7 separate regions of the Mus musculus genome follow, and regions 2, 3, 4, 5, 6 and 7 are each linked to region 1. The links are chromatin contacts, called in public promoter capture Hi-C maps. All regions are on one chromosome and are shown on one strand. Each heading gives the region's core, a stretch centred on a gene start, on an enhancer-like site or on the middle of the called end of the contact. The rest is flanking DNA. Distances are from core to core; before and after follow the strand shown. Region 1 holds the start of Tbpl1 (TATA box binding protein-like 1). Region 2 holds the start of Pex7 (peroxisomal biogenesis factor 7). Region 3 holds the start of Epb41l2 (erythrocyte membrane protein band 4.1 like 2). Region 4 holds the start of Akap7 (A kinase (PRKA) anchor protein 7). Region 5 holds the start of Bclaf1 (BCL2-associated transcription factor 1). Region 6 holds the start of Mtfr2 (mitochondrial fission regulator 2). Region 7 holds the start of Med23 (mediator complex subunit 23).

Region 1 (3,969 bases), core at 1,018-3,517:
GTAGAATGGTGTCAACCCACATTTTTCTGTTCCGTCTCAGTTAACCCAATCTAGAAACTACCTCACAGTTGTGCACAGATATCTGCCTCCTACGAGACTCTAATCCTCACCAAGCTGACAGTCAATATTGCCATCATGGCTTCTATGTTACGTTTGCAGTTGCAGAACTCTTACCACTGAGGCTCGCTAGTCTGTCTGGTCTGGGATGAATAGGGTGTCAGTGTCCATCAGTTCTTGACTAATAGTAGCATGTCTCAATCTGTGGGCTAATCCCCTTTAGCAAACTTCTTTGGAAAAAATATTTACATTAAGATTCATACCAGTAGCAAAACTAGTTATGCAATAGCAGTGAAAATAATGTTTTGGTTGGGGGTCACCACAACATAAGGAACTGTATTAAAGGGTCTCAGCATTAGGAAGGTTGAGAACGGCCACTTTACAGTGAAGTCAACTAAAACTCTTGCCTCTTTAGCTGTCAGTGCTACAGTGTTAGTAAGATGTTTAGTTTAAGGTACCAGTCCATCATGGCTAGTAGTTCATGGAGCAAGAGTTCCCATCACCCTCCAGGAAGAAATGGGAAAGCAGGGATCAGGGCAAGCAATGTCAGCTAAAGACACACCCATGACCTACTTCTTCCCAGCGGGCCTCACCTACCTTTCATTTCCATGTAACAATGCTGTCATACTGTAATGGCTCTACTGAGAGCAATCCAGTTGTCTCTGAAGGTGCTATCATCGCAGAGAACACTTAAAAGTGCACTTTACTAATCATCTAGGGTGAAAGAATAATCCAATCAGCTAACAATCAAAACCAGCACCACAGCAAGTGGAACTTGCAAGCCAACTATATCCAATTCTATAAGGAAGGCTCCTTGGCTATAACAAAAGGCAGCCCAAAGTAGAGGGCACTTTCCAGGTATCCTGCTGGGCTGCCTGAAGGAAAGTATCAAAGACCTTAGAATCAGTCGCCATTGTTGTAAAATTGCCTTCTAAACAGGGCAGTAGCCCCTAAAAATAGAGCTTTTTCTGGTTATCGGTTTTTTGTTTTTTGTTTTTTTTTTGTTTTTTTTTTTTTTGTTGTTGTTTTTTAAACCATACCCCGTTGCTCTCCATTTGGGAGAGAATCCAAACTCCTGTCTGCAAGGTGCAGATGAGTTTGGGTCTTCGTTCCCCTCCAACTTTATCTTGTCACTTTCTCCTAGCTATACTCGCCATGCCCTATTCCTATTAACACCTCCACGCCCCAGTGTAGCCAGCCCCAGTGTAGCCAGACCACAACATCCTCTTTTCCTCTCCTCTCAGGGCCATCCCTTCTAAATCTGTCAAAATCAGTCACCATAGGCATGACTTTCTCACCCAGCTTCTTGTTCGTCCTATCCCACACAAAGTACACCTATTTAATATTGCTCAAAAAAATAAATAAATAAAAGTGAGAACTGAAGCAAATCTGTCCTTCAGGGCTTTAAAACGTTCGAGTGCGCTGTGTGTGTGTGTGTGTGTGTGTGTGTGTGTTGTGCGCGCGTTTTCACACTTTAAGAGTAGGGAGGAGAGATAAAGAGGCATCCTTGGCTATCCCTCAAATACTTAAACTTCCCTACTAGGTGTGCACGTCTAAACCCTGTGATGACAGTCTAAGTCATTCTCAAAAGGCCAAGTGGCTCCAGTCAGAGGCCAAGCCACCTAAGGAAACGGCTCACGTGACCTTTAACCCGCTGGCCTCCACCACCGGCCAGAGCGAGCCCACAAGGGCAAGAGCTGGGTCGCGCGGGCGGCTGCGCTCCGGCCGTTATGAGCCTCGCTCCTCGGGCAGCACGGCCCAAGCCATCCCGAGGGCGCACTCCGCCCGGTGCGGCCGTTCAAGCCAGCGAGTGTGCGTCGCCAGCGTCCTGCTAGCCCTGTTGCTCCCGCCACGCCGCCGGGGGCCCTCGATGAGTAAGGCCGGGATCCCCGTCACCCCGGGGTCACGACTAAGGGCCCAGTGGCTGCTAGCTGAGCTCGTCGGTACAGGCGGTTGGGTGCCAGGCACAGTTCTGGTTTACAGGAAAATGAAAGCCCATTTGTGTCATGCTGCTCGCCAACGAGGAGCTGGAAAATAAACCGGGGGCTTCAAATCCACCCCGGGCGGGCGAGCTCAGGGAAGCGCAGCCCGGGTACCCAGCGCCCTCCGGCCACTTCCGCCTCGCCCAGCCCGCGGGCAGGAGGAGGACTTCGCCAGCGGCTTCGGGAAGGCGGAAGGAGCTAGGGGTTGGGGCGGAGAGGGGAGCAGCGAGAACCGGAAGTGAGTGGCTAGCCGGGATCCCCGGAGCTCCTGGGTCCGGCGGCGCTCTAGCCGCCTCGTGCCGCCTCTATGCCCCCGTGCGTCTAGTCTATTTATTGTCGCGGGGGAAGCGGCGGCCGCCCTGTACCCGGAACAACAAAGCGAGAAACCGAGCTCGAGCCTTGGGGGGCTCCTAGCAACGGGCCTGGGCGGGAGTTCCATGGAGACTGGGGAGCGGACCCGTTTTATCTTCATCCTTGTCCTCCAGCTTCTTCTCCGCGTCCGACGCAACCAGCAGCAGCGCTGCCGCCGTGTCCTTTACGACCGCCCCGTCTTCCCACGGTAACCCCGTCGGCGGTCCGGGGATGGGGGTGCGGGGCCCGCGGGGCCTGGAGCTGCCGCGGGGCGTCTCCGCGCCGGTTGGGCTGCGGGGAAGCTGTGCGAGGCGGGGACCCGAGCACGGGAGCGCCGCGGGCCACCGGCTAGTGGAGAGGACGGGCCAAGCGGCTCGGGCATCCCAGTAGGGATAACGGGGTGGGGGTGGGGCGCGCCTGCCTCGCGGTGGAAGGCGGGCAGGGATGGACCGGGTTCTGGAGCCCGCTCCCGGGGGAAAGAGGGACCGTGACACTAAGCGAGGGGTCGGTGGCTTCTCGGAAAACTTGGAGCAGCTGCGCGAAGGCTCCCCTAAATAGCGGCGCCGGCGCCTCTCGCTTCTGGCACTTGCCGGGAGCCCCACTCTATAATAATAGTAGTGGCCGAATTAAGCTTCGGCAAGAAGGATCTGGAACGCGGGAAGATAGAAATGAATTGTGAATAGGGTTGAGCAGGGATGAGAGGTGGGAAGGTGGGGGGCGGTAATCGCTTCATAATCGTCTGGACGGGTCCTAGAAGTATATAAAATGGGAAATGACTGAAATAGAAAACACTCCCTTTGCTGAGCTAGCTGTGCATCTGCAGGCTCTGCCAGGGTGTACATTGCACCGAGTGTCAAGCTGCAGCCAGTCCACATCTGTGAGCTTTACTGCATCTGTCACCTGCAGAGCGAGACTGGCAGTGACTAGTGTGAGCTTGGCATACTTGTGGTTAAGAAGAATGGCTTAGAATTGCGACTTGTGTGTGAAGCCATAACAGATTCCCTTAGGTAATTGAAAAAGGGAAATGTAAATAAGGAGGGCATTCAATCTTCTGGCTAGAATTTGCAGTCTCTTTCCAAGTTTGAGAAAACAGCAGTCCGTTCAAATCAAGAAGTGACTTTTAGCACTGTCTGATTGAAAGAATTATTTAGGGTTTGGATACGCCCCGTGAAATATTCATCAGTTTGTGTTCTAAAGCCTTGCATCACAGACCACTGGTTTTATACTTTGCTAAACCATATTAGGTTGGGTGTGGTGGCACATGCCTGGGATCCCAGCCTCTGGGAGGCTGAGGCAGGAGAACGTGAGTCCAAGGCCTGCTTAGGGGTATAATAGTACGTGTCTCAAAAAACAAAACAAAACTGAACTTCCCATCAGTAAGTGAAGTATGTCTGTGGTCCGGAAAGGTTACGTTCTACGGTGATAACATTTTTATGGTCAGTAGGAGCAAGGCTTTTCATACAGTTGAAGATTAATGATGCAAACAGGATTGATAATCACATAGACAACATGTCAACCACAGGTTCAGTTGCTTCTCCTAAGCAAAAGGATGTCACCGTTACTGCCAGTCCTCTTGTAT
Region 2 (3,969 bases), core at 457-2,956, 2.8 Mb after region 1:
TGTGGTTGCTGGGAATTGAACTCAGGGCCTCTGGAAGAACAGTCATTGCTCTTACCCACTGAGCCATCTCTCCAGCCCCAAGTAATAAATGAGTCTACAGTCCCCATCTTGTGGATCTCTCTCCCTTCCATAGCTTCTCCACTGCCAGCTTTCCATGTGGCTGTTTGCCCCAAATCTGCCTTTATCTGTCTTCTCTCATTCCATTCTCTTGCTAAATAAAAATAATTTCCGTGGTTTAAATATTATCTACATGCAAGTAAGAAGGCTTGGCTGGACTCCATTGTGCTGTATTCAAGTACTGCACACAGTACACAGTCAACATGCAGAACTGGAGTTTATTAATGCTCCATTGTCCTTATTTCAATAAACAATTCCTGTGTCTAGATAAGTACTATACTAAGAGTTGGAAACCATTTAAGCTTTTTGTCTTCATTTGACCCTTAAGCGTACCCTCTCCACACCTTTCCATAATTCTCAACAAAACACTATTACCCAACTATAGCATCTTCTGCTTGAGTTGTTGCTAAAGTCTCTAACTGTACTCCATTGCCAATCTCTAGCCTCCAGTTACTGTTGCTTGGGAATGATAACTCACTAAATGATCCATATCTGAAAACTTGCACAGATCTCTATTATTTAAGCTGCAGCACAGTTCCTTGGGCATGGGGTACAATACAAGAGTTCATGTTGGAGCATTTGATTTTCTCTCACCAGGTGGAATCTACCCAAAGTGCTCTTTCTCTATCAGGCTAGACTGAGTCCTGGCAGCTACCATCCCTTGCGGTTTTAGGTTTCCTGGGTTCTTCACCCTTCTCCTGATCCCACAATGGCTTCCAACTTTTTAGTTAGAGAAAGTCATTTGTATGAATTCACCCTAGATTATCTCCTTTCTAAAATGTTCCCTGACACCCTACCCTAAAAACATCTGTGTATATTCATCACAGCATCAATAGCATTTTGATTACACTTGACAGCTTTCAAGTCTTGTAATCTCTTGAGCTCAACCACGTATCCCAGTGGGTCTTTTGAATGCAAAAGTCTAGCACCAAGCTTGGTACATGACTTGGTCTGTGCAGGTTGACTGGTTTAATGATTAACAAGTCTCTTTCACTCTTCAGTGTTTGGTTTGGCAAACTGCACATTCATCTACCACATTGCATATGCTTGGCAAACATTTGAATGAAGAAATTAATGAGCCCAAGTCTTCCTTAATTACTGGAATATATCTGCATAGTGCAACTAACTACATAAAACCTATAGACCGCAAATTGCACATGATAATAGTCCTATCCTTTAACTTCATTGTTGTCTGGATTCAAATTACCTTGGGCAACCTAGTACTCCATTCGTTGCCCTTGGACTCACTAACTGCTTTCCGAGTTTGTTGTGGCTTTTATTTCGTAACCATCAGGAAAATGTCAGAATAGCAAAGTTTTAAAGTTCAAGCAATTAATAAAAACACAAGGTTTTTATTTAAAAAAAAAACATGGAGGTTGCAATTAAACGTGAACAACTGTCTGAAGTGACTCCTAGCGAGTATCTTCTCTTTTAGGTCTAGAATAATCTCTGAAAGACCAGTTGATTTTAGTTAGAGCAAATCATTGGATTTTTGCCCAAAAGAAAAATGGTCCTCGCGGCGTCAGTTCCCTTTTCTATGTAGCCCAATCAAAATCTAGGATTCCGGGCGTCGGCGTCGTCACTTCCGCCCGGCCTTCCTGGACTTTCAGTGAGCCGCAGTGGGGCACTTCTACCTCGAGACTGTTTCCGCGCTCGGGCCGGGAGGCCGAGTGACGGCGGGCGAGCGGAATGAGCGCGGCGCGGACGCTGCGGGTGCCCGGCCGCCACGGCTATGCGGCCGAGTTCTCTCCGTACCTGCCGGGCCGCCTGGCCTGTGCCGCGGCGCAGCACTACGGCATCGCGGGTGAGCGCGGGCCGCGCCTCCGGGGCGGGCGTAGGACGCGCCGCTGAGCGCGCGGTGCCGCCGCCACCGCCAGGGGGCGACAGAGCTCGGCCCTCCCTCCTAGGTCCCCCTTTCTGCGGAGTTGGCATTGGAGCCCAGGGGAAGTCTACAGCTAGTCCTTTCCCTTCTGTAAGAAGGATGCACTTGTCAGTACTTGCAAGGTGGAGTCAACAGAGCCACCAGTTCAAAGCCATCCTCAACAGAGACTTAGGGAGACGCTGGCCCTTTCTTGAAAAAGAAAAAAAAAAAAACTAGAAAATTCTGTGCTCGCTTTTAGTTGTTCTAGGGGAAGTGGATAAATGTGCAGAGATGTCTAAGTGCTCAAGCCATTTATTTTAACTTATACCCCATCTGCTGTTTATGCACAGGAGCAGTGTATGGCAAACCATTGCATAATGTCAGTGATCTGTAATACTTGTTTACTGCAGGAAAAAAATACGATTTCTGAAAAGTAGTGGTAAATAAACTTGTTTCCGTATAGTTTGTCCATTAGTGCTTAGTGCTTTCACGGTTGGGTTCACAGTTCTTGGCCATCAAACTTTAGACTTTTATAAAGGTTTCTTACAAGAAATTGGTATAATTAGGAATTGTTTTCTAGAGATTTTTTGTGTGTGTGTCTGAGTTTTTTGCTTGTATGTATGTCTGTGAACCATGCCTGGTGCCAGCTAAGGTCAGAAGAGAAGATTCAAAGAGGGTGTTGGATCCATTACTGATGGTTGTCAGCTGCCAAGTGGGTACTGGGATTAGAAGCTGGCTCTGCACATGGAAGGGGTCGGGTCTCTGACCTGACAGTTGACTTTTTTTTTTCTTCTTCATCAGTTACGTTTAAGTGGAAGATCTTTAACACTTTACCCACCTCACTGATCACAAAAACTCAAAGCGAAATTCTGTGAAGACTCTAGTTTGAACAGTTGAATGTGCATGTGAGCATAGTAATTAGTCATCTTACCTTGTAAAGTTCAAGTGCAGATTCCCTTTGAACAGATGTTAATGGAGTGTGAGATGGGGGAGAGAAAGAGACATTAGTCTTTCAGCAAAAATTATTGATTGTTGGCACATAACTGAAGTTAATGTTGTTTTCAACACCTGACCAACGAGTATATGGTATTTCCACATATACTGTCTTAAAATGCTGTGATTGGTGTGTTCTGCGTGTATCAGCAGGGGAGAACCACAGTCTTGGGGGTTTGTAAGCACAAGCCTTCCTTGTCTTCTGTTATTAGCTCCAGCTTGAAAGGTTTGCGTGCCTAGCACCAGGCCCGGTGTGAGTTGGCACTCTGATGCGTTTCCCCAGACTGGTGTTCCGATTCCAGTCTGGCCAGATGGTAAGTTGGATATTTAAGGACTGAAGCATACTATGTAACTTTTAATTGTTCTGTATATACGGTTGCAGTTATTTTATGGGAAATTTGTGGTAGTTAAAGCTGGTCCACAATGTTTAAGATTTCATCATAGATGACTCCCAGGAGGTTAAACAACATGACTTAGGGCTTTGTTTTGTTTTGTATTTCTTCTAGGCTGTGGAACTCTATTAGTATTGGATCAAAATGAATCTGGACTTCAGATTTTTAGAAGGTAAAGTGATTGACATTTCTGGTGCTGTGATAAGGCATCAAGATTAAGGCAACTTACAAAAGAAAGTAGTTACTTTAGGCTTATAATCTTAGTGGGTCAGGGTCAGAGTCTATAATGGTGGAGCAAAGTCATGGCTACAGGAACAGCTGAGAGCTCACATCTTGAGCCACAGATGGGAGGCAGAGAGATCCACTCTGGGAATGGGGCAAGTCTTTTGAAGTCCCAGAGCCTGGCCCCAGTGGCACACTTCTTCCAGCAATACCACATCTCCTAAATCCTTCCCAAATACTTGTATCACCTAGGGACTGAGTATTCAAACCTAAGAGCCTGTGGTGGCCATTCTCCTCAAACCATTATAATGGCTCTAATTATTAAGTGTACATATACAGTCAACCTCTGTCAAAGTCTTAATGCAGTTGCATTTTGAATATTTG
Region 3 (3,969 bases), core at 382-2,881, 2.6 Mb before region 1:
TCTCTCTCAAAGTTATGTCAAACTAGCAACCTGAGGGGGCTGCTGGTGCCTACCAAGATCCAGGATAACATTGCAAGGCAGCCCACCAGGGGCTGCAAGACAAACCAGATTTCTCACAGCAGGAGCCTGCAAACAAACTGAATAGCACAGGAAAACCTGTACAAGCACTGCAACTTCTAAACTTCATCTCCCACAGCCAAGAAACGGATCGAGTTTTCCTCAAATCCACGGGAATGTCTGACAGGGTAGACTAAAATGTTGCTAATGCAGCGTGATAAGGCAATGAAGAATACAGAGATAATGAACTCCCAGAAAGAAAGAAAGAAAGAAAGAAAGAAAGAAAGAAAGAAAGAAAGAAAGAAAGAAAGAAAGAGAGAGAGAGAGAGAGAGAGAGAGAGAAGAAAAGAAAAGAAAAGAAGAAAGACAGACAGGAAGGACTGAAGAAAAATGAGTGGAGAAAACTGAGACCGTTTTTGTTTTGTTTTGTAGCTAATCACAGAAACAAGAACATACTGCCCTGCACACCCCACATTTCACATGCAACAAAGTTCAAGAAACAGAGAGAATCTTGATTCCCAAAGGAGGAAATGTAAGTACAACTCCCCTAGATGCCACCGTGCCTACCACTCTCCCAGGAACCTTAAAAATCAGGGACAGCTGTTCAGGTGACAGATTTTCTGAAGGGCTTCCTCATTTTGTAAGGAAGCTCCACGGAGACCACTCCCCAAAATAAGACACCGGGGGAAGAGGGCGCTCTTCTAACTTCACCCCAAATAAATAAATAAAACTTGGCCCCGCCTGAGGCTGGCGTCTGGGGACATTTAATGACTAACGTCCACCGCAGACGTCTGGGGTTGAGGATGGGGGATCCCGAGATGCCAACCTCAACGCCACCGACTCGGTTATTTCCTCCTCGTAGCCCCTGACCTGCAGCTCACCTAAACTGCTCCCACCCCTCAGCTGCCAGCGCCGAGAAAAAGAAGCCATCGGGGGCGGATGGCCTGGTGTCCGAGCTGGAAGGCTCGCCGCAGAAAACGTGCGAGGGTGTCTGTCCTCAGCTCCAGACCGCACAGTGGGCGGCGGGGACAGAGGGTCGCCCGCGTTGGCCCGACCTGCGGCGCGCGTGGGGCTGGGTGGCTGGCGGGGCGCGCTCCCTCCCCGACTCCCGCAGAGCCCACGCGCGCCGCGGGCCCGCGTCTGGCGACCCTCGGGAGAGAGGGCGCGGCGAGCCCCCGGCACCCAGGATGGAGCCGCACGCCTCGGCAGGGCCGGGGCGCGAGAGCCCGGGGACGCCGCCGCGGTCCCCGCCCGGGAAGGAGAGAGACGGGCCCGCGGCCGCCCCCTCCCCCGCCCGGGATGGCCGTCCGGGCTTCCTGCCGGGGTCCGCTTCCCGCCTGCAGCGTGTCAGGACCCCGCCCGCCACTCCGCAGCCCGCTCGCCTCCTTACCCGGACACCGCCCCTCTCGAGCTTGCTCGCCCCGGGAACGCGTCCCGTTCCAGCCTCGGACGCCGCCGGCCCTCCGCACCCGCCGCCTCCACCCTCCTCTGGGTTTCAAATTGAAATTCCCTGACTGGGGCCGTCAGAGAACTCTCCGCGCAAGCCCCGCCCCCTCCTGGCGGAAGCCCCGCCCTCGTCCCCCGCCCGGCACGCCCCGGGCGCGGAAACCCCCGCGGGCAGGCCACGCCCCACGGCCAAAGCCACGCCCCCGGCGCCTGCTGGCGTGGGAGGGGGGCCTTCCCGAGGGGTTCGCGCGGCTCTCGGGCCCAGTGCCCCGCCGCAGGGGTGCGTTTCGCCCTCGGAGCGACCCTGGAGATAATGACAGCCAGTGCACGTGTGCGAGGCGTTCTTTCTGAGTATCTTGGCCTTAAATGCCCTCTCAACTTCGAAAAGTTCTTTCTTCGGAGTGCTTTCACTAACCAAACCTTCACTGGATGCCTTTTTCGTGGTAGACGGTAGAGCAGGTCCAGGAAACCGAATAAGGAAAGCCGGGTCCCCCCTCAGTCTGCAGTGAAAGAAGTGCTTTCACAGGATAGGCTTGAAAAGAATCCATTTATTCTTCCTGTGGGAGAGGCAGGAGAGATTGGGTAAACCCTGTGGAGGAGAGGCGCTTTGATGCTCAGCCTTACTAGTCAGGATATCTCCCGGCAGAGAATTGAGAACCTAGCTTGCAAAGTATAATGGGGATAAGGCAGTGACAAAAAATTAAAATAAAAAAATACACACACGTGATATGTATATATTATATATATGAATGATATAGATAGATAGATAGATAGTGGTAAGTTTTACACATTAGTACAATTAGACCTCAATCTCTTCTACTTATTTCATCTTTTCTGAGCATTGCATGTCAAGCTGTCAGAGTGGCAGCCCACTGCCTCCAGCATCTTCAACCCCACCCTGTGTTCTTCTAGTCATTTGCTTCCTCCCACCTCTAATAAAATCTTTAATGATTCACCTCTGCCAATTTCCTTCCTAAACATTGTAAAATTAGCAAGATCAAATTAACCATCAGTAGCAATGCCTTGCGTGTGGATACTTCCCAGGTAATGGCACACATGCAGGTGTTTTATCAGCTGGTTCCTCGCTATGAAAAGGGTACCTACATCAAAAAGAAAAGAGTTGGGGAAATAAATTACTTGCTAGAATCATCCTTGTAAATAATAAAATTATTGCTATAATAGCATTTGTTGTGTGTCAGGAACTTGAGTTGACTTAGTTGACTTCAGTCCCAGACGCTAAGAACACAAGGAGAGTTTGATAAGCTGTTTAATGAATACTGGAATCCTGATTACATACATTTCTAGCATAAAGAAGGCTTGGAATAATTGGTGTTGCTTTTCTGTTGCTATGAGGAAATGCCTGAAACAGATAACTTTGAAGAGATTTCCTCATGGCGCCATAGGCTTCTGTCCTTGGTCACCCAGTCCTTTACTTTGAATGGGTGGCAAGGTATCACGGCAGGGACCACATTGAGCAAACTACCTCATGGAATCTGAGAAGCAAGAATTGAGAGACTGAGGTCCTAATATACCTTCCACTGACATATACCCAGTGACCTAACCTCCTCCAACTAGGTCTCACATGCAAAAGTTCCCACCTCCCCACAGTATCATTAACTGGGGACCAAGCCTTTCAACCCAAGACCTTCAGGGAAATAATTAAGACCTGGTCCACAGAGGCAGCTCCCATAAACCAAACTTCAAGATCCAGTACTTTCCAAGACATTGAAATTAAATATCTGTAATTTGGATTCCATACTAAGAATAAGACATATTTCATTTTTGTTTGAGACAGATGTTCACCATGTTGATCATGTACTGGCTGGTTTGGTGTGTCAACTTGACTCAAGCTGGAATTACCACAGAGAAAGGAGCCTCCCTCGAGGAAATGCCTCCATGAGACCCAGCTGTAAGGCATTTTTTCAATTAGTGATCAAGGGGGAGGGCTTATTGTGGGTGGCGTCATCCCTGGGCTGGTAGTCCTGGGTTCTATAAGAAGGCAGGCTGAGCAAGCCAATAACATCCCTCCATGGCCTCTGCATCAGCTCCTGCTTCCTGACCTGCTTGAGTTCCAGTCTTGACTTCCTTGGTGATGAACAGCAGTATGGAAGTGTAAACTGAATAAACCCTTTCCTCCCCAACTTGCTTCTTGGTCATTATGCTTGTGCAGGAATAGAAACCCTGACTAAGACAACCACACTTGCCTAGAGTTCCTGGGCTCAAGTGATATTCCTACCACATGTAGCTAAGACTACAGTGCAGGTTCATACCACAGTGTTGAACCTGAGTTCAATACGTAAGTTTGGGGCCCATAAAACCTTGATCCACATAGTCCCAAAGGTGGCTTGATGAGGACCTGAAATCAGAAGCCAACATCCAGGTAGCAGCCAGGTATAGTACTGCAGGTGCTTATAACCCTAGCACTTTGGGGTCAACATTAAGGGATGAGTGAAGCTTGCAGACAAG
Region 4 (3,969 bases), core at 447-2,946, 2.6 Mb before region 1:
CACCTCACTGGCAGAATCCTCCAATTCTTTCTTCCCCTTTTCCTCAGGGCTCCCCAAACTCTGAGGGGGAGAGACTGGAAGGAGACTTCCAAGTAGAGAGCTTTCAGCTCAAGTTTGGTGTGGGTCTCTGCATCAGCTCCCATCAGCTGCCAAAGGCAGCCTCTCTGATGACGATTGGGCTAGGCACTGATCTATGAGTACAGCGGAATATCATTAGGAACCATTTGCGATTTTCTTTTTCTTATCAAAGGTCTCTGGGCTGTCCAGCCTCTGGTTCCTGGTCATGCTGTAGTATCAAGCATGGGCTTCCTTTTGTGGCGTGAGCTTCAGACTAGAGCAGTCACTGGTTGGCCACTCTCCCAAGATCTTTGCCTCCTTTGCCCCAGCACATTATTTCAGACAGGGTAGATTGTAGGTGAAAGGTTTGGGGGCTGGGTTGGTGTTCTGGTTCCTCCACTGAAGTTATATCCCAAGGCTAAGGATTACACCACAGATGTGTGGTTAAAATAGAAACACAGCGCTTTGGTTTTGTTTTGTTTTTAAAAGGAGGGAAATCCAGGAGTGGGCTCTTGAGCTGAAGGAAGACACCTCGCCCCCAAGCATCAGACCACACATGAGGTGCAGAACCCACGTCTCCCAGGTCTGTAGCGTCCTTTGTGAAGCCCGAGGAGGGGGGAGTGGGGGTAGTGCTCTACTCTTTGCAAACTGGCTGTCAACCTTGCTGTGTCAGTGCACTGCTCCTACTCCCCAGTTACATAAATACACCTTTAAAACAGAGTGGGGAGTAATCCTTACAAAGAGAAATGTATAGTCTACTTCCAGCAGGAAAAGGGAGGGCAAAGAGTTGTTTCTCTGTCTACTGCGTAAAGTAATCCTTATGCTTAAACGTCTTATCTGTACCCTGTCCAGTCCAGCTAGCATCGGCTGGCCTTTGAGGATCCTCTTGCCGCAAGCTCCCTTACTTATTTTTCGTTCTTTCTCTGTGATTAGATAGCCTGCTCCTTTAAAAAGACCGTTTTCCGTGAAGATCCACAAAAAGGGGCTAAGCAGGGAATTCTTCAAAGTTCCCTACCAGCTTTAAGGGCTACAGCTGTGGAGAAGAGACACACCACCATATTTTCTTAAATTAAAATTACATTCCCCAACAAACCAGCAGTAATACCACCATTTGCCCCCAGCCCGGAAAAAAACAGTAGCATTCTTTTCTACAAGACATATTCATATTTTAACTATTAAAAAAAATAGTTTTCTCTTATTTTATTCAGATACTGAGGAGCCTTGCCTGCAAAAAATTTGTAGATGATTTCATTTAACAATTCCAACTTTTAGCTCTTAAACTGCTGTTGAAAATGCTACTTTTGGGGGGGGGGTAATGGCAAGTAAATAAAAGCATCTCATTATAGCGACGTTCAAGGTCTCGCTATTGTATTGTACATTTTGCTCAGCCCGCCTATTTTGCAATCAGATCTGTGTTTCCAAAGCTCCACGCTAAAGCAAACACACGGGTTCTCAAGGGACAGCGGGCCAAGGAATGCTCTCTGGATCCCTGGCTCGCCCCTCCGAGCGTGGGACGGGAAGGGCCGCGCCGCAGGAAATAACCGAGGGCGGCCAGAGGTCGGAGCCCGAGCCCAGCACGGCCCCGGGGACCGCCCCGATCCGGGTATCCACGCCTCGCCGGGCCGGCCCCTTCCGGCTCCTCCTGAAGCGGCGGGTGCCGGGGATGCTGCGACTCGCGGGGCGTTGCGCCTCCGCAGGCCTGGCCGCCGCGGCCCGCGCCCCCGCCGTCCCGCGCGCCCCGGGCCCGCGCCTCCGTCTCTGCGCCGCGACCATGGAGCGCCCCGCCGTGGGTGAGAGCGCTCCGCCCTGCGCGCCCCGGGGCGGCCTCTGCCGTGGGGCGTGCTCGCCCGCCCCGCTCCGCCTCCCAGGCCGCCCGCAGCCCCACGCCCCTCGCGATCGACCCTCCCCCTACACCCTGGGCATCCCGGTCCAGCCCGGTAGTCCGGGCAGTTTGGTTGCATCCGTGGGTCTCCGTGCACCACTCCACTCCTCGAACCGAAAGGGGTGTACACACAAGTTGTTGTTTCTCTTACCTCTTCCTATCTTGTGACCCATGACCCAGAGTTTTGCAGCACATCCTTTCCTACTGTGTTGGGGAGGTTAACAAAATCAAGGGGGGAAAAAAAAAACTCCGTTTTATTTACCTAATTATTTTTTAAAATGGCAAATAGAAGCCTCTGAACACTGTCTTGTCTCATTTAGGGTTTTACTCGAGGCTTGGCAAGGCACACTTTAAAACGGGCGCCAATCTGCTGGCGCCCAGGATGTACTTCAGCTTGGGTCAACTTTCGTTGTATGCTGAACCTGGGTAGGAATTAGAGGTTGGACTCGGAGGGAAAGGGACTGGGAAGTAAGGGGAAAAAGGTGTTCTACAAGAACACCTACATGTATACAAAGCGTAAGAATATTAAAATAGGCAGTCCAAGCATGCTATGTAAATACTTTATATGTATGTAAATATAAATCAGGTGAATAATGTACATGCGTTTATAAATTTCATGTGAATGCAATTACTCGTATCACGTGAGGAGATGCCCAGAGTGTCCCTGCTTGAGATGTTTTTATAAGGTTACAGGAGTGTGGGTAATAGGCAGAAGGGAATAGGGTAATAGTTGGAAAGAGAGGACTCTTCTCACCTTTTTACACCGTGTGGCTTTGCAGTTTGGGATGCTGTTAGCGCATCGTTTCCCTATAGTGACAAAGCTTATGGCACTTGTCCAGTTTACTGGGTCCTTCCATTCATGTAGTGTCGATTTGTCAATTTCTCCTTAATAATTTGGATTGCTCCCTCTTCATGAGGCGCAAATGGAAGCACACTGGGTAAGTGGCCTGGTTGGCATGAAGTTTAAACATTTCTGGAGACCTACTCTGCTGTTTTACGTAGCTAGTCGAAGTAGATAGACCGTAATGAATGACAGGCCCATTCCATAGCTGTTTACAGTGCTGGGGAACCAGAAGAGAGTCTTGCCCAATGAAGGTGTGTTTTGTTGTTCAGATAGGAAACTTACTTTGTAGGACTTGGGCAGTCTGTCTGTCTGTCTGTCTGTCTTTTTTGTTTTCTGTTTGCTTGGCTTTGGTAGTGTTTGCTGAAGTGTCCCTGTGATCTGAGGATTTGAATGCATTTACTTTCTTGGCTTGAGAAGATTCTTTACATACATTCATGGTTTTTCTTACAAAAGCAATATTCACTTTAGAAACAACCTAGTACAGTGGTTGGAAAGTATTTGGCATTCAGAAACACTTCAGCTTTTATTCTTCCTTTCCTACCCGTACGTCTTGGGAACATGCAGTTTTCTAGCTACTTTTTGACTTATGCTTGTTTTTGTAACACTGGGGATAAAGCCTAGGGCTTTGTGTATGCTAAGTCAGCATGACCTTGACTGCGTATCTGCTTGTTAGAGAGTCGCCTTTCCCCCTGTTGTTAGACTCCTCATACCGGTGGTTTTCAGTCACCAGAATGATCATGCACTGTTTAGTTGTTTCTCTGTTAGACATTTAAATTAGTTCCCCTTTTCTCTTTGCTTCAAGCAAGGTTGCGAGGAGGCCTGTTTGAGTGTATGTGAGAGGAACCCAGATTTCAGTAAGACATTTAGGCCATCTTCCGTGCTTCTCACCTGTTGACCCATTGCTTCCTGCCTCAGTTTACAGTGCTGCCATCAGTATATGGTAAAGAGTGATTCTGGAAACTGTGGGTCATGTGACATGTTCACGTGATCCGAATGTTAGCTCCTGAATCTACTTTACTTGTGGGCAGGTTCCTAAGTCGGTGCCTGGTGTAATACTAGTCTTCCCTATAACAGAGTTGTTAAGGTTTAAATGAGTTACTTAGCAAAGTGCGCGTGCCTGGCATAAAGTACCCATTACAATGTTGGCTAGTAATGCTGGTAATGCTAATGTCTAATTAGCAAAACT
Region 5 (3,969 bases), core at 1,083-3,582, 2.4 Mb after region 1:
GCAACACACAAACCCATATCCTCCAACCACAACCACTTACAATTACTACTCAGAGATACAATGATCTTCTAGATTCTCTTATTAACCAGTACAATTGCTACCCAGAGATATACTGGTCTTCTAGATTCTCTCATTAACCAATCATAAAAATTACACAGCAGATTTCAGATAGTGGATAGTATTCCATCAATGATTTCAAATACAGTTCCTGGGAATTACCAATCAAAAGATCTATATAAACAACTGGAAAAAGCTTTCTCCACTTATTTTACATCACAGATAATCTAATGCAGCTTAGTTTGCTTGCTCCCCACAATAAGTTTTTCAATAAATTCAACTAGATACTAGCCTAAAAAGCAGTGCTTTTTCCAGATCGGCTTTCAAGTCCTAAAATTAACTTCTGCTTTCTAAGACAAAAGTCAACTCTAGGACAGGGGATATGCTTAGCTGACAGAGCTTTTCAGCACACACAAAGCCCCGGGTTTGATTCTCAGCACCACATACACTGGGTATGTATGGTGGCTGGAGCCTGTTATTCCAACACTGGAAATCTCAGCTGTTTACTAAAAACGACTTTAGAGACATCCTTCCCAGCACACTACCCTGAATTTGGTTAGAATCACACAAAAAATGCAAACTGGTAAGTCTTTAAAGGTCCTTTATTGCGTAACAGTACCAACTATCCCAGTTAGGGCTAATCTAGAATACAAGCTCATAGTGAGGACAAGACATTTTGTTCTACGATTCCCTTTTAATACAAAAATATATATGCTGTACCAACAGGATGTGAGTCTGAAGTGACTAACAGGTTTTTTTTCCCTTTCAATTTTTCTCCTTTTCAATTCTAATAGAAAACTTTAAATTTAAAGGTAGAAAGTACAGGTCCTCACTTTAACTAGATAAACTTAAAATATGTTGGGTATGAATTTGCACATCTATAACCCAAACACATATATACATGGAGAACCCGTAGTTCGAAGCCACTTGGACCCAAGAAGATCGTCTAGGGTACAGAAATCCAATATTCTGGTCACTCCCCAGACCAAGAAAACAAATCTTAAAACTCAGCTGGGGTGACGAAGAAGTGACGAAAAAAAAATACTATTATCCCACCACTCCCGAAGCTAAGGCAGGAGATTAACTGGGAGTTCAAGGCCAGCACTGAGTGACAGAACTATAACCTTCTTCCTTCACCCATTTATCCCCCCAATCACCGCTGCCAATATCCTCAATTTCTAAAGTGTGCTAACTCTTACCAAAAAAGGTAGCCGGGGCGGTGGTGGCGCACGCCTTTAATCCCAACACTTGGGAGGCAGAGGCAGGCGGATTTCTGTTCGAGGCCAGCCTGGTCTACAGAGTGAGTTCCAGGACAGCCAGGGCTACACAGAGAAACCCTGTCTGGAAAAACAAGAAAAAAAAAAAAAAAAAAAGGTATGTCAGCGCTTGGATTACTGAGAAAGGGCCCCTCTCTTAGTCGCATCCCGCTAGAAACTGGAACTACGCACCTACTGATCGGCTACAACAGTGAGTTGGTAGGGAGCCAAAACGAAAAACTTTGGCGCCAACACCCAGGTGTCTGCTACAAACAGATCGAAAGCCTTCATCTGATTAAGCCTGGCCTAAACCGACATATGTACCCCATAGAGGCGAGGGAGGCGGCTTAACCGCCACGCACGACGTGGCTGATTCCGTTGCTTAACTTTGTCGCAGCTCGCCGTTATCTCCTCCGAGTCCCAAAGGCTAGGACCAGGAAGGAAGACGCCTCCCCCAAGGCCAACAACAAGCAAGGCTCGGAAACTAACACACGCGGCGGCGTTGCCATGGGCAGGGAAGAAAGGGGAAAAAAGCACGCGTGCGCAGAGCCCTGGGCCGGGCGCGCGCAGGAGTCCCAGCCGAGGCCGTGGGGGAAGGGTCGGCGAGCGGTTTGCGCACGCGCACGCCGAGGCCTCCCGGGCTCCGGCCCCGAGCCAGGTTCGCAGCCCGGCCCGCTGGTGGCGCAGCTCCCCCATCCCCCCACCCCGGCGGCCCGCGGCGCCTTCCAGACCCGAGGGAGCGAGGAGGAAAACGCACGAGTAACGGCTCGGGGTCCCCGTTCCCGCCGCCGACCCGTCACCACGCGTCAGAGTTGTCGATACCCAACCGCCCTGTCGCCTCGGCTTTCTCCTTTGAGTGACTCGAATGCGGCGCGAGGCCTACCTGACACGCCGAAGCACGATGTGCGTGCAGGGTTTACCTCCGTGCTAACTACACAGCGGCCATTTCCCGACTCCAGAAGGAGAGGAAGACCATAGAGGCGGCCTCGTCGCGCTAGCTCGGCTCCGTCACTTCCGACTTGGGGCGTGGCCTTCCAGGCCGCTAAATCGCTAGGCAGGCCCCTCCCACCGTCCCGCCCAGGCGCGACTGGCGAACCGCGGTTGAGTGTAGCCCAAGGCTTTCTGGGAAGTCTCGTTGCCCGGTCTCGCGAGGTGTAGCCGACAGGGGGTGGGACAAGGGTGGGGCGGGCCCTGAAGGGCTGGCTGGCTTCTCCGCAGGCGGCTCGGCTTTGTTCGAAGAACAGTCGAGACTGATGTCCCCTGACTTCCGAGCCGCTGTTAGCGAGCCTGGCTCCTTCTGAGGCGGCGACCCAGAGCACGCCAGAAGCTCTCTCACTGAGGAAAAGGCCGGAAAACCGACGACGCAGGGCTGCGTCTGCCCGGAAGCGCCGTCCCTCGGACGCCTAACATGACAGTTACAAGGCAGTCTCTGCCGAGTGGCTTCGGGTGAACTCGCCCCCCGCCCCCTCCCGGGCCGATCGTGAGACTTGGATCGGCTGGGCGACTGCGTCACGGAATGGCTCTTAACTTCCCGGGCGCCGGAGCCTGGCCCCTGAGGCTTTCTCAGAGTTTTGTACGGATCCGGAAACCTCACGCCCTAACTGGATCTGCCAGAATCAGATTATAAACGAAGAAGCCAGGATTGAATTGAAGCAAGTTGCAGACATATTTACCTGCTGTTCTTACCAAAGCAGGACCACTCAAGGGACTAAAGCCGTTATTACGGTGTGATATTTTAGGACAACGTTAAATTCCTTGAAGGATTTCAAAGCTGTAATTGGCAGCCTGTCAGTTAAGTTCAGCATTAGAGTTTGATTCTGATCTTTAACCTTGTTCAGGGCAGCCTGTCCTCACAATCCACTCCACAGTGGAGGAAGTACCTGACTGACCAATGAATCCTGATTTTGATTGTATTTTAATTGGGCAATTGCTCCGCACCCAGCTCCCACTACCATGGTGGAAGCTATGATCTGCGCTATATGCGGGACCCTGATAGGTCTAAAGCATAAAGTAGGAGCTCAGAAAATACTTGTCAAGTAGGTGAGCTGTATTTACATGAAGCACAAAGACAGCACAACTGTGCTATTTTATATTAATGAGACAGCAGGGGCCAATAGCTCTTAATCTATTCAAAATACCAAAATCTAATCACTTTGAAGCTATTAAGTCCTGTGCAATTCTAGTATATGTTGGAAAGTTATCTTTTCATCTAAGGCAATATAATTTTTCGCTCATTAGATCCCCTGTGCTGGGCACTGAACCCGCAGAACCTGCCTGGTACGCGCTACACAATTGTTCAGCCACAGAAGTACACCTTCCTAACCTAACTTTGACCTCAAATAAATCAATGTGTTACCAAAGAAGGAAGACATGGGAACAAATAAATAAGTGGATGTCTAACAAACAGGTTGAGCCTCTGTAAGGAGCTCAGACGGTCAAGGAACCGCTCCCAAGCCCAATACAACCTGAGTTCAATCCCTGGGACCTTTATGGTAGAAGTGTAGTAGGGCCCAAGACAACTCCCTCCATGGCAGAAGTACTATTCAGGCTGTAAAACTCAGCATGTAGGCAGTCCTATCTGCCAAAAGGAAACAAAGACCTAATTCATCGAGGTCTATAGCTCTGGGGAAGTGTATGTGTGCGAAGAAGCTTGTGT
Region 6 (3,969 bases), core at 565-3,064, 2.4 Mb after region 1:
AGGACAGAAACTCAAAACAAAGCAGGAACCTGGAGGCAGGAGCTGATGGAGGAATGCTGATAACTGACTTGTTCCACCAGCTTTCTTATAAAAATTAGGGCCACCTGCTCAGGGGTGTTACCACCCACAATGGGCTGGGCTCTCCCACATCAATCACTAATTAAGAAAATGCTCGGGGCTGGTGAGATGGCTCAGTGGGTAAGAGCACCCGACTGCTCTTCCAGACTGCTCTTCCAAAGGTCTGGAGTTCAAATCCCAGCAACCACATGGTGGCTCGCAACCATCCTAACGAGATCTGATTCCCTCTTCTGGAGTGTCTGAAGACAGCTACAGTGTACTTACATATAAAATAAATAAATCTTAAAAAAAAAAAAAAAAAAAAAAAAAAAGTATGACTGGCTACCCTTTAAAAAAAAAAAAAAAAAGAAAATGCTCTACAGACTAGCCTATAGCCTGACTTTTGGAAGGCAATTTCTCAATCAGGGTTCCCTCTTCTCAGATCATTACAGTTTGTGTCAAGTTGAAATGAAACTAGCCAGTCACGATTCATCATCATTGAGGGAAGTCAGGCAGGAATAGAAGCAGAAACCCTGGCTCAGGCTCAACTAGCTTTCTTATACAGCTCAGAACTCATTATCCCAAGAATGGTATCCTCCACAGGGCTGGGCCCTACCACAACTATGAACAGTAAGGACACTCACTTAGAGACAGGGCCACAAGCCAACGTAATCTAAGCTATTTCTTGAGGTTCCTCTCCCCATAAGACTCTAATACCGAGTTGACAATAAAAACTAATCAGGGCAGAGAACATGTTCAAAATGGCACACTGTCCATCTGTAATCAGCCATTGGTAGGTGGTGGTGGGTGGTAACACCCCTGAGCAGGTGGCCCTAATTTTTATAAGAAAGCTGGTGGAACAAGTCAGTTATCAGCATTCCTCCATCAGCTCCTGCCTCCAGGTTCCTGCTTTGTTTTGAGTTTCTGTCCTAACTTCCTCCCATTGGTAGGGGGGGGGGATCAGGAGCTCAAGGAACGCCTGAACTGCATAGTGCCCTGCCTGGCTCAAAGAACAAAAACGACCCAAGAATAGCAGCAAAATCCAGACTTTTAGCCTAAGCTGCACCATATCCTGTCTCAAAGCAACGACAATAACGAGACCCAAAAATAAAGTTAGCAAAATTAATAAAAGACTTTTACCTGGTCTACGGGAACACCAAAATATTCCAGCACGTTTCTTAATATATTTAGAATGAAAGACATTGGTGAAGGAAGTTCAAGAAAACGCTGTTCGTTGGTACCTTAGAAGAGAAGTTATCAATTATTACTCTTGACAGGTAACTGCTACATAGACCGCACTAAGGAAACCACAGAGACCTTTCATGACACCATCAAGTGATTGCTCCTGGAGAGCTATTATTTTGAAGAGAGACTTAAAAGGAAAGAAAGAGCACTTTACTAAATTCCATTGCTATCTTACCGTGTGTGTGTGTGTGTGTGTGTGTGTGTGTGTGTGTGTGTGTGTAAAGGGATTGACAAGCAAATGTGCGACAGCCAAGATCACCATCCCTGGAGCTCTGCTGCCCCTGGAGAGAACCGCCCAGCCGCTCTCTTCACCCCGCGAGGAACGCCACCCGCCCGCGCTTCCGTCCGTCCGTCCGTCACCGGCCACCGACCGGAAGCCGAGGCCTAACGGAGCCCGTGCCACTCACCATCCCGCGGCATTGCACGGCGCCAGGCGGCCGGGGAAACTCTCCGGACGCGACCTACAGCCGCAGAGTAGCTTCTTCCCGGAATCGCTCGCCGCTTCCGACTCGACCCCAGCCTGGAATATCAAGCTTCGCGGGCCGGAGTTCGGAGTCTATCCCTATTGGACGCCGCCGGAGGACGCCGCCGGTGATTGGAAGGGTAAGAGCCAATAGGCGCATTCGAAAGGCGCATGCGCACCGTGCCCCCAGCATTCGGAATTGTGTCTTCTGCCTTTGCAACTTGTGCTTCACTCAGTCCTTTGCCAGTAAGGTGTCAAGCCTTCCCAACATTCAACAAAGAATCCGCCCACTTGTAATTGTTTAGTCATTCTGCGAAAATATCTAGCCGTTATGCTAAATGCTGGGATTACTCATGTTGAGCCACACTGTCCAGTCTAGTTGTTTACATGTCTTAGTGTGTGCACGCTACACATGCACATGCCAAAGTACCTGTTTCAAAGCCAAAGGACAATTTGTGTAGGATCCACGGATAGAACTTGAGACCTCAGGTTTGGTAGCAGGCTGCTTGAGCCATCTCGCTGACCCTAAGGCTTTTTTACACCTTTACCTTTCAAACTTTTGAAAGCTAATGAAAAGCAAAAAAGCTTTAATTAATCAAAACCAAAACAAAACCAAAAAACCCTTGTTTTGTATTGACAGTAAGAGATTATGGAAAGCAGAGTTATATACACTGGTCATAGCTATACTCACCACAACCCAATTCACAAATTGATATTTAATTGTAGTAATGTATTTAATTACAAAACCTCAGTTAAATAACTAAAGATTTGGCATGTCATGAGGACATGAGCATTAAGTTTTGAAATTCTTACATTTTCTTTTCCTTTCTTAGGAATGTTTTAATAATCTTAACAATTGCTGGGAGTGGTTGGCGCATGCCTTTAATCCCAGCACTCGGAGGCAGAGACAGGCGGATTTCTGAGTTCGAGGCCAGCCTAGTCTACAAAGTGAGTTCCAGGACAGCCAGGGCTATACAGAGAAACCCTGTCTCAAAAAACCAAACAAAACAAAAAACAAAAACAAATTACATATATATAAATATATGTATATATATAACATATATATATGAATATATGTATATTCTTAAAAAATAATAAGGCTGGGCATGGTGGTGCACGCCTTTAATCCCAGTACTTGGGAGGCAGAGGCAGGTGGATTTCTGGGTTCGAGGCCAGCCTGGTTAACAGAGTGAGTTCCAGGACAGCCAGGGCCACACAGAGAAACCCTGTCTCAAAAAAACCAAAAATAAAAAATAAAAAATAATACAGCATTTCTGAAAAGAAACAACCAAGACTGTATAAACTCTCTGGAGAAATGTGTTTTTTGGTTTTTGGTTGTTTTGGTTTGTTATTAATGTTTTGGGACATGATCGGAAATTAAAGAAAGTTGGCTTTGAAATGCTGCCTTTCCCTCATTTAAGGATCAGATCAACACAGTTCCTCCAAGTCTGTCCTAAGTGTGTGTGTGATGTCTTCTGAGAAGCCACCGCGGGTGCCAGCAATAGCATAAACTGTTTTTGGAGTCTCTTAGATTCAAATGACCAACAACTTAAGTTTCTCATATCCAGTACTGGATTTTTTTTTCCCCCACTATGGCTCTAATGCAGAGCATTATCGCTCCAAGTGGCATAATTTCATTTAAACTATATAGGTATGCATGCACATACTTACTATATCATATGCAAACTTAGTAAATATAAAATTATTCCTTACAGCTTTTTCAAATATTTAGTATTTATCCCTTCTCCATCTGTTCCTGAATTGCACCTTCCATCTATTTTTTTTCTACTTCTTCCTTCTGATCACCTCTATCCTGCCATGCAGAGTGTTCCAAAGAAAGCAGCCATTGAGCAACCAGAATTGGGAGCTGTGCCAGAGAATACAGGTAGGTTATATGTGTCTGAGCCATTTGAGCTGGCTAGTGGATCCTTGGGAGTAAGGGCTCTGTGGTCTGCCAAGTCCTCTAATAAGTCAAAGCTATCTGGGTTAGAAAGGTGGCTCAGCAGTAAGAAAATCACACTGGCTGTTCTTCCAGATGACCTGGATTGAATTTCCAGCTCATATACAGTGGCTCACAGCCAACTCTATCTACAAGGATCTAATCCACTCTTCTCACCTCTGCAGAGACATCGTACACATGGCCATGAAGGGCATAAACCATCTCTGGTGGCTGGGAAAATGGCTTAGTGGCCAAGAACACGACT
Region 7 (3,969 bases), core at 939-3,438, 2.1 Mb before region 1:
TGAGTTTGAGGCCAGCCTGTTCAACAAAGTTCCAGGACAGCCAGGGCTATATAGAGAAACCCTGTCTTGAACACACACACACACACACACACACACACTCACACCCAAAGTAAGTAAAAAGTGAAGAGAAACATCTAGCTAAGCATGGTGGTCTATCCTATGACACCAGGAAGCAGAGGAAGGCAGACTAAAAGTTCAAGTCTAACCTGGGCTACATAACAAAACTCTATCTGGAAAAAAAGAAAGAAAAATTTGAAAGCAAGAAGGTAGTTAATAAATATAGGTGGTAAGGACACATAACAATATGCTACACCGCTATAAGAAGTAAGAAAGAAACTGTAACTCAAAAAATTCCTTGAAATACCTTTAGAACTTATTATTAATGGTGAGAAGTACAGAGCTAACTGCTGACCAATACCTATGGTATATGGTGATTCTATAAAAATAATTCTGAGCCGGGCGGTGGTGGCGCACGCCTTTAATCCCAGCACTTGGGAGGCAGAGGCAGGTGGATTTCTGAGTTCGAGGCCAGCGTGGTCTCGAACTCAAAAAGCAGAAAATAATAATAGTAATAATAATTGTGAGCCTGAGGATGTAGTTCAGAGACGACTGTGTGCCTAGCATGTGGACACATGTTCACATGTTCGGAGACCAGTGTGTGAGGCCCTGTGTTCACCCCCCACACCCCAGCACTGTTTAAAGAGAAAAGAACGAAGATGGCTTTATAATCCTAGAACTCAGGACACAGAGAGACAGTCTTATAGCTAAACAGTTCTGGGAACACAAACTAGGATGCTGGCTTCAGACAGGAAGGGCAGGTGGCTGAGCTAGATCAGGAAGACGGCCAGCGTGTGGAGCTTGGTCACGCTTGCCTTATATATTTCAGGTTCACGTCAAAGCATGACCTGTTGAAAATAGAAAGTTTAAAACATGAACATATTGCCTTTAGGATCCATAACTGGGTGGCAAATTTTATACTAGCTCACAGGCACAGAAAGCCCAGCGGCTCACTTCTCTGTCTACAGTGCATCATGAGAAATACTACTCTAGTGGGGACTCTATCACAGTGTCTTTATGAGGACATATTTATAAATACTGGGCCATTTTTTGAATAGTGACATTTTTCTTTTACGAGAAAAGTTTAGCATATCTGTTTCCATTCAAAGCCAATTTATACAAAGAGGATAAAAACTACCTTACATAATATAACATAGAAGGAAATTTTTAAAACATTTCCCACTGCAATCTTATTACCTTGAACTTTTAACACAGGTTCTCCAGTAAGTACATTTACATAAAATGACAGCAGTCTTATTTTTCCCTTTCCTAAACGATCTTAAGAAAAAGATCAAAGAAGATGTAAAAAGTAAAAAGGAAGGCGTCAAACGTCATTAAGTGGATGTTCAACATGAAATGTCTCACCTGAGAAAGTCCACTCCAAAACTGCCGGAAGGCCGCCAAGCAGCTAATTAGTTTTGTTTTTTCATCCTCGGGGGTATCCATAAACATTCTGAAAAAACAAAAATCACATTATCTGCTGCTAGTTTTAAACAGGTACACATCCTGCAAGGTAGATTTTTTTTAACTCCTCAAAACCAACTTAAGTGGAATCTAACAAAGATAAATCTACAAACAACAATTAAAAAAACACACACACACACACAAAGATCTGCCTGCCACATACTCACCCTGGGAAGGCCTCTTCTATAATTTCTGTTTTCTGCAAACAAACAAAAACTAGTAAACGATCTGACTACTAAAAGGGGGCGGGGTGGGAGATGTCCCCGAGAGAAATATTCCCGGGCAATACAGATAGAGCACGACACTTTTATGGGGACCGCGGCGGGAACTAACAGCACTTTCTTAGATCTGGCAGCAGTCCGGGGATGGGGGGACCGCCACCCCGGTTCAGACGCCTATGTCAACATAGGGGCGGGAAAGGAGCTGGCCCAGGCCCGCAGCCTGGAGCCGCACGCAGCCTGCACTTCCCGGAGCCATGGCTCTGGCTTACGGACAGTGGCACTCACCACCACCTCCTCGAAAATGCTCTGCAGTTGCGTCTCCATCGGTACCATCGAGCCCCGGGCTCCCGGGGAACCCGGCGACAGACGGGTGAGAGCCAGGGTCGGGAAAGAATGGAGCGGAGGGGCGGAGCCACCAGCAGGAAGCCGCCGCTCTCTCTTGCTCTGTTACTTCCTTCGGTGCCAGGCGAATGAGCCCGCCCGGTGCTTACCCGTTACCAGCCCCTCTGAAATCTGTATCTCAGCCTGTTGGTTCCGCTCGTAGAGGTGACCCCGTAAGCTGACAGCGCTGCTTGATCCCGGGCAAGGCCACCCTCTCCTGGCTGGAGCCGGAACTGCGACCTGTTTGGAGTTTCATTTGCAGATCCGAATCACAAGGGCTGTGGCCAGAACCAAGTGGGTGACTGTCAAGAGCTGACCTCGTGAAGCAGTTGATACCACGTTATTCTTGCCCAATAGGACCCATGTCTTCACTATGGTACCCTCAGTTGCTAGCACAGTGATGGGCGTGTCGTCATCGTTTATTGAATGTTGAAAAAAAAAAAAAGAATAAACCCTTTATTGTTAATTCGCAAATAAGTGGCGGTACTAAGTACATCATTTTAAAACAATTTTCCCATCATCCTGGTAAATTTCTGAAAACTTTTTTTTTTATTGTCTTAGTATGAAGAAATTTTTGTCTATCCAAAGGCTATTCGTCAATGTTTTCTTCCAGAAACTTTGTTCTAGCTTTGGTATTTAAGTCCATATTTTTTTAATTGGTTTTCATGACTGGAGATAAGTTCTCACAGGACTTTTCCCTCTTTGGGGAGATGTAAATAAATGTTTATAAACCCTAAATAGAGGACATTGACAGATTAAAGAAAGGATCTTGCCGGGCGGTGATGGTGCACGCCTTTAATCCCAGCACTTGGGAGGCAGAGGCAGGTGGATTTCTGAGTTCAAGGCCAGCCTGGTCTACAAAGTGAGTTCCAGGACAGCCAAGGCTACACAGAGTAACCCTGCCTCAAAAAAAAAAAAATCTCATTCAAATCCAGCTTGGTAAAACAATGAGCTTATTATAGTTTCTTATAGAAGCACGTGACTCGGGTACCCTCATTACTAGGAACTCCTACCTCAAGCATAGATGACTTACAAAAAGGCATACCAGTGTAGTACCCTCCCAATAAAATATTTAAATTTAACACAATGTTGGAGAATTAGAGGGGCTTCTGGGGAATCGTGTAAGGACCATCTTGAGTTTCCATGGCGTCTTCATTTTATTTTATAGTTTTGAGACAGGGTATTTTGTATCCCAAGTTGACCATGAACTTACTATGTAGCAGAGTGACCTTGAATATTTGATCCTTCTATTTCTCATGGCGAGAGATGGGACGCCCCTGAGACTATCTGCCAGGAAGAAGTGTTGGGTTAGGTTTCAGATTGGACCTGGGGTTAGGGTTAGGTGTGCTAGGGTTTGGGTTAGGATTGAACTCAGGGCTTCCTGCTTGCTAGACAAACAGTTTACCAGTAAAGACACATTCCCACTCCCATCTCTCATGTGGGTTTCAGGCAACTGAAGCTGCTCTGCTCTAACAGTGAAGCAGGCACTGCTTCCTGAGAGCTTATGGGCAAGAAGCTGGTGATTTTCCAGTCATAGTCTGGCAGAAACTTAGCTTCCCAACAAATGTAAATGATATCCAATCACTGTATATAGCATTGTTTACTGTACCATAGCTACTGAGATGAACTGTTTAATTTTCTAGTTGAAGAGTAGCCTGAAAGACTTAACATTCAGTGTTCTGTTTGCTGTGGACATGATATGAAAGACTGTGTAGTTTAAATAATAGAGATTTATGTTGATGTTGATACAAATCTGGAGGACAGACAGTCTCCCTGGCTGGTAGATGGACATCTTCAGCTTTCTTGTTGTCTTTCCTTTTTGTGGCTGAGGTTGCTATTGTTCCTC

Evidence for each region. Promoter capture Hi-C pulls out the DNA fragments that hold promoters and counts their contacts. Capture Hi-C pulls out chosen DNA fragments and counts their contacts.
Region 2: a contact with region 1 is called in a promoter capture Hi-C map of pre-B cells, with 5 times the contacts expected there. The contact joins the promoter of Pex7 here to the promoter of Tbpl1 in region 1. A contact is called at or near these places in 4 of 39 promoter capture datasets (the 3T3-L1 cell line, hippocampal neurons, liver and 1 more), 1 of 115 datasets of contacts at active chromatin or transcription factors (astrocytes) and 1 of 9 other capture datasets (adipose tissue).
Region 3: a promoter capture Hi-C map of pre-B cells shows a contact between it and region 1, with 4 times the contacts expected there. The contact joins the promoter of Epb41l2 here to the promoter of Tbpl1 in region 1. A contact is called at or near these places in 2 of 39 promoter capture datasets (the C10 cell line and pre-B cells) and 1 of 115 datasets of contacts at active chromatin or transcription factors (astrocytes).
Region 4: a promoter capture Hi-C map of pre-B cells shows a contact between it and region 1, with 6 times the contacts expected there. The contact joins the promoter of Akap7 here to the promoter of Tbpl1 in region 1. A contact is called at or near these places in 5 of 39 promoter capture datasets (hippocampal neurons, liver, neutrophils and 1 more).
Region 5: a contact with region 1 is called in a promoter capture Hi-C map of pre-B cells, with 9 times the contacts expected there. The contact joins the promoter of Bclaf1 here to the promoter of Tbpl1 in region 1. A contact is called at or near these places in 5 of 39 promoter capture datasets (the 3T3-L1 cell line, hippocampal neurons, liver and 2 more), 2 of 115 datasets of contacts at active chromatin or transcription factors (astrocytes and extraembryonic endoderm stem cells) and 1 of 9 other capture datasets (liver).
Region 6: a promoter capture Hi-C map of liver shows a contact between it and region 1, with 2.8 times the contacts expected there. The contact joins the promoter of Mtfr2 here to the promoter of Tbpl1 in region 1. A contact is called at or near these places in 2 of 39 promoter capture datasets (liver and pre-B cells) and 1 of 9 other capture datasets (liver).
Region 7: a promoter capture Hi-C map of pre-B cells shows a contact between it and region 1, with 6 times the contacts expected there. The contact joins the promoter of Med23 here to the promoter of Tbpl1 in region 1. A contact is called at or near these places in 3 of 39 promoter capture datasets (hippocampal neurons, liver and pre-B cells).

Annotation. Positions count from the first base shown.
Region 1 is chr10:22,729,745-22,733,713 of GRCm38.p6, reverse strand. Tbpl1 (TATA box binding protein-like 1) reads left to right here and starts at 2,267. Exons shown (of 7, transcript NM_011603.5): 1 at 2,267-2,598.
Region 2 is chr10:19,905,411-19,909,379 of GRCm38.p6, reverse strand. Pex7 (peroxisomal biogenesis factor 7) reads left to right here and starts at 1,706. Exons shown (of 10, transcript NM_008822.2): 1 at 1,706-1,921; 2 at 3,478-3,535. The coding sequence starts at 1,807.
Region 3 is chr10:25,357,460-25,361,428 of GRCm38.p6, reverse strand. It overlaps Epb41l2 (erythrocyte membrane protein band 4.1 like 2), which reads right to left and starts at 1,631. Exons shown (of 20, transcript NM_001199265.1): 1 at 1,448-1,631.
Region 4 is chr10:25,294,806-25,298,774 of GRCm38.p6, reverse strand. It overlaps Akap7 (A kinase (PRKA) anchor protein 7), which reads left to right and starts at 1,696. Exons shown (of 8, transcript NM_001379238.1): 1 at 1,696-1,847. Gm40617 (predicted gene, 40617) reads right to left here and starts at 166. Exons shown (of 6, transcript NR_166644.1): 1 at 1-166.
Region 5 is chr10:20,310,832-20,314,800 of GRCm38.p6, reverse strand. It overlaps Bclaf1 (BCL2-associated transcription factor 1), which reads right to left and starts at 2,332. Exons shown (of 13, transcript NM_001025392.1): 1 at 2,197-2,332.
Region 6 is chr10:20,345,664-20,349,632 of GRCm38.p6, reverse strand. It overlaps Mtfr2 (mitochondrial fission regulator 2), which reads right to left and starts at 1,814. Exons shown (of 7, transcript NM_027930.3): 1 at 1,710-1,814; 2 at 1,198-1,298. The coding sequence starts at 1,722.
Region 7 is chr10:24,868,205-24,872,173 of GRCm38.p6, reverse strand. Med23 (mediator complex subunit 23) reads right to left here and starts at 2,188. Exons shown (of 30, transcript NM_001166416.1): 1 at 2,028-2,188; 2 at 1,689-1,720; 3 at 1,423-1,510. The coding sequence starts at 2,075.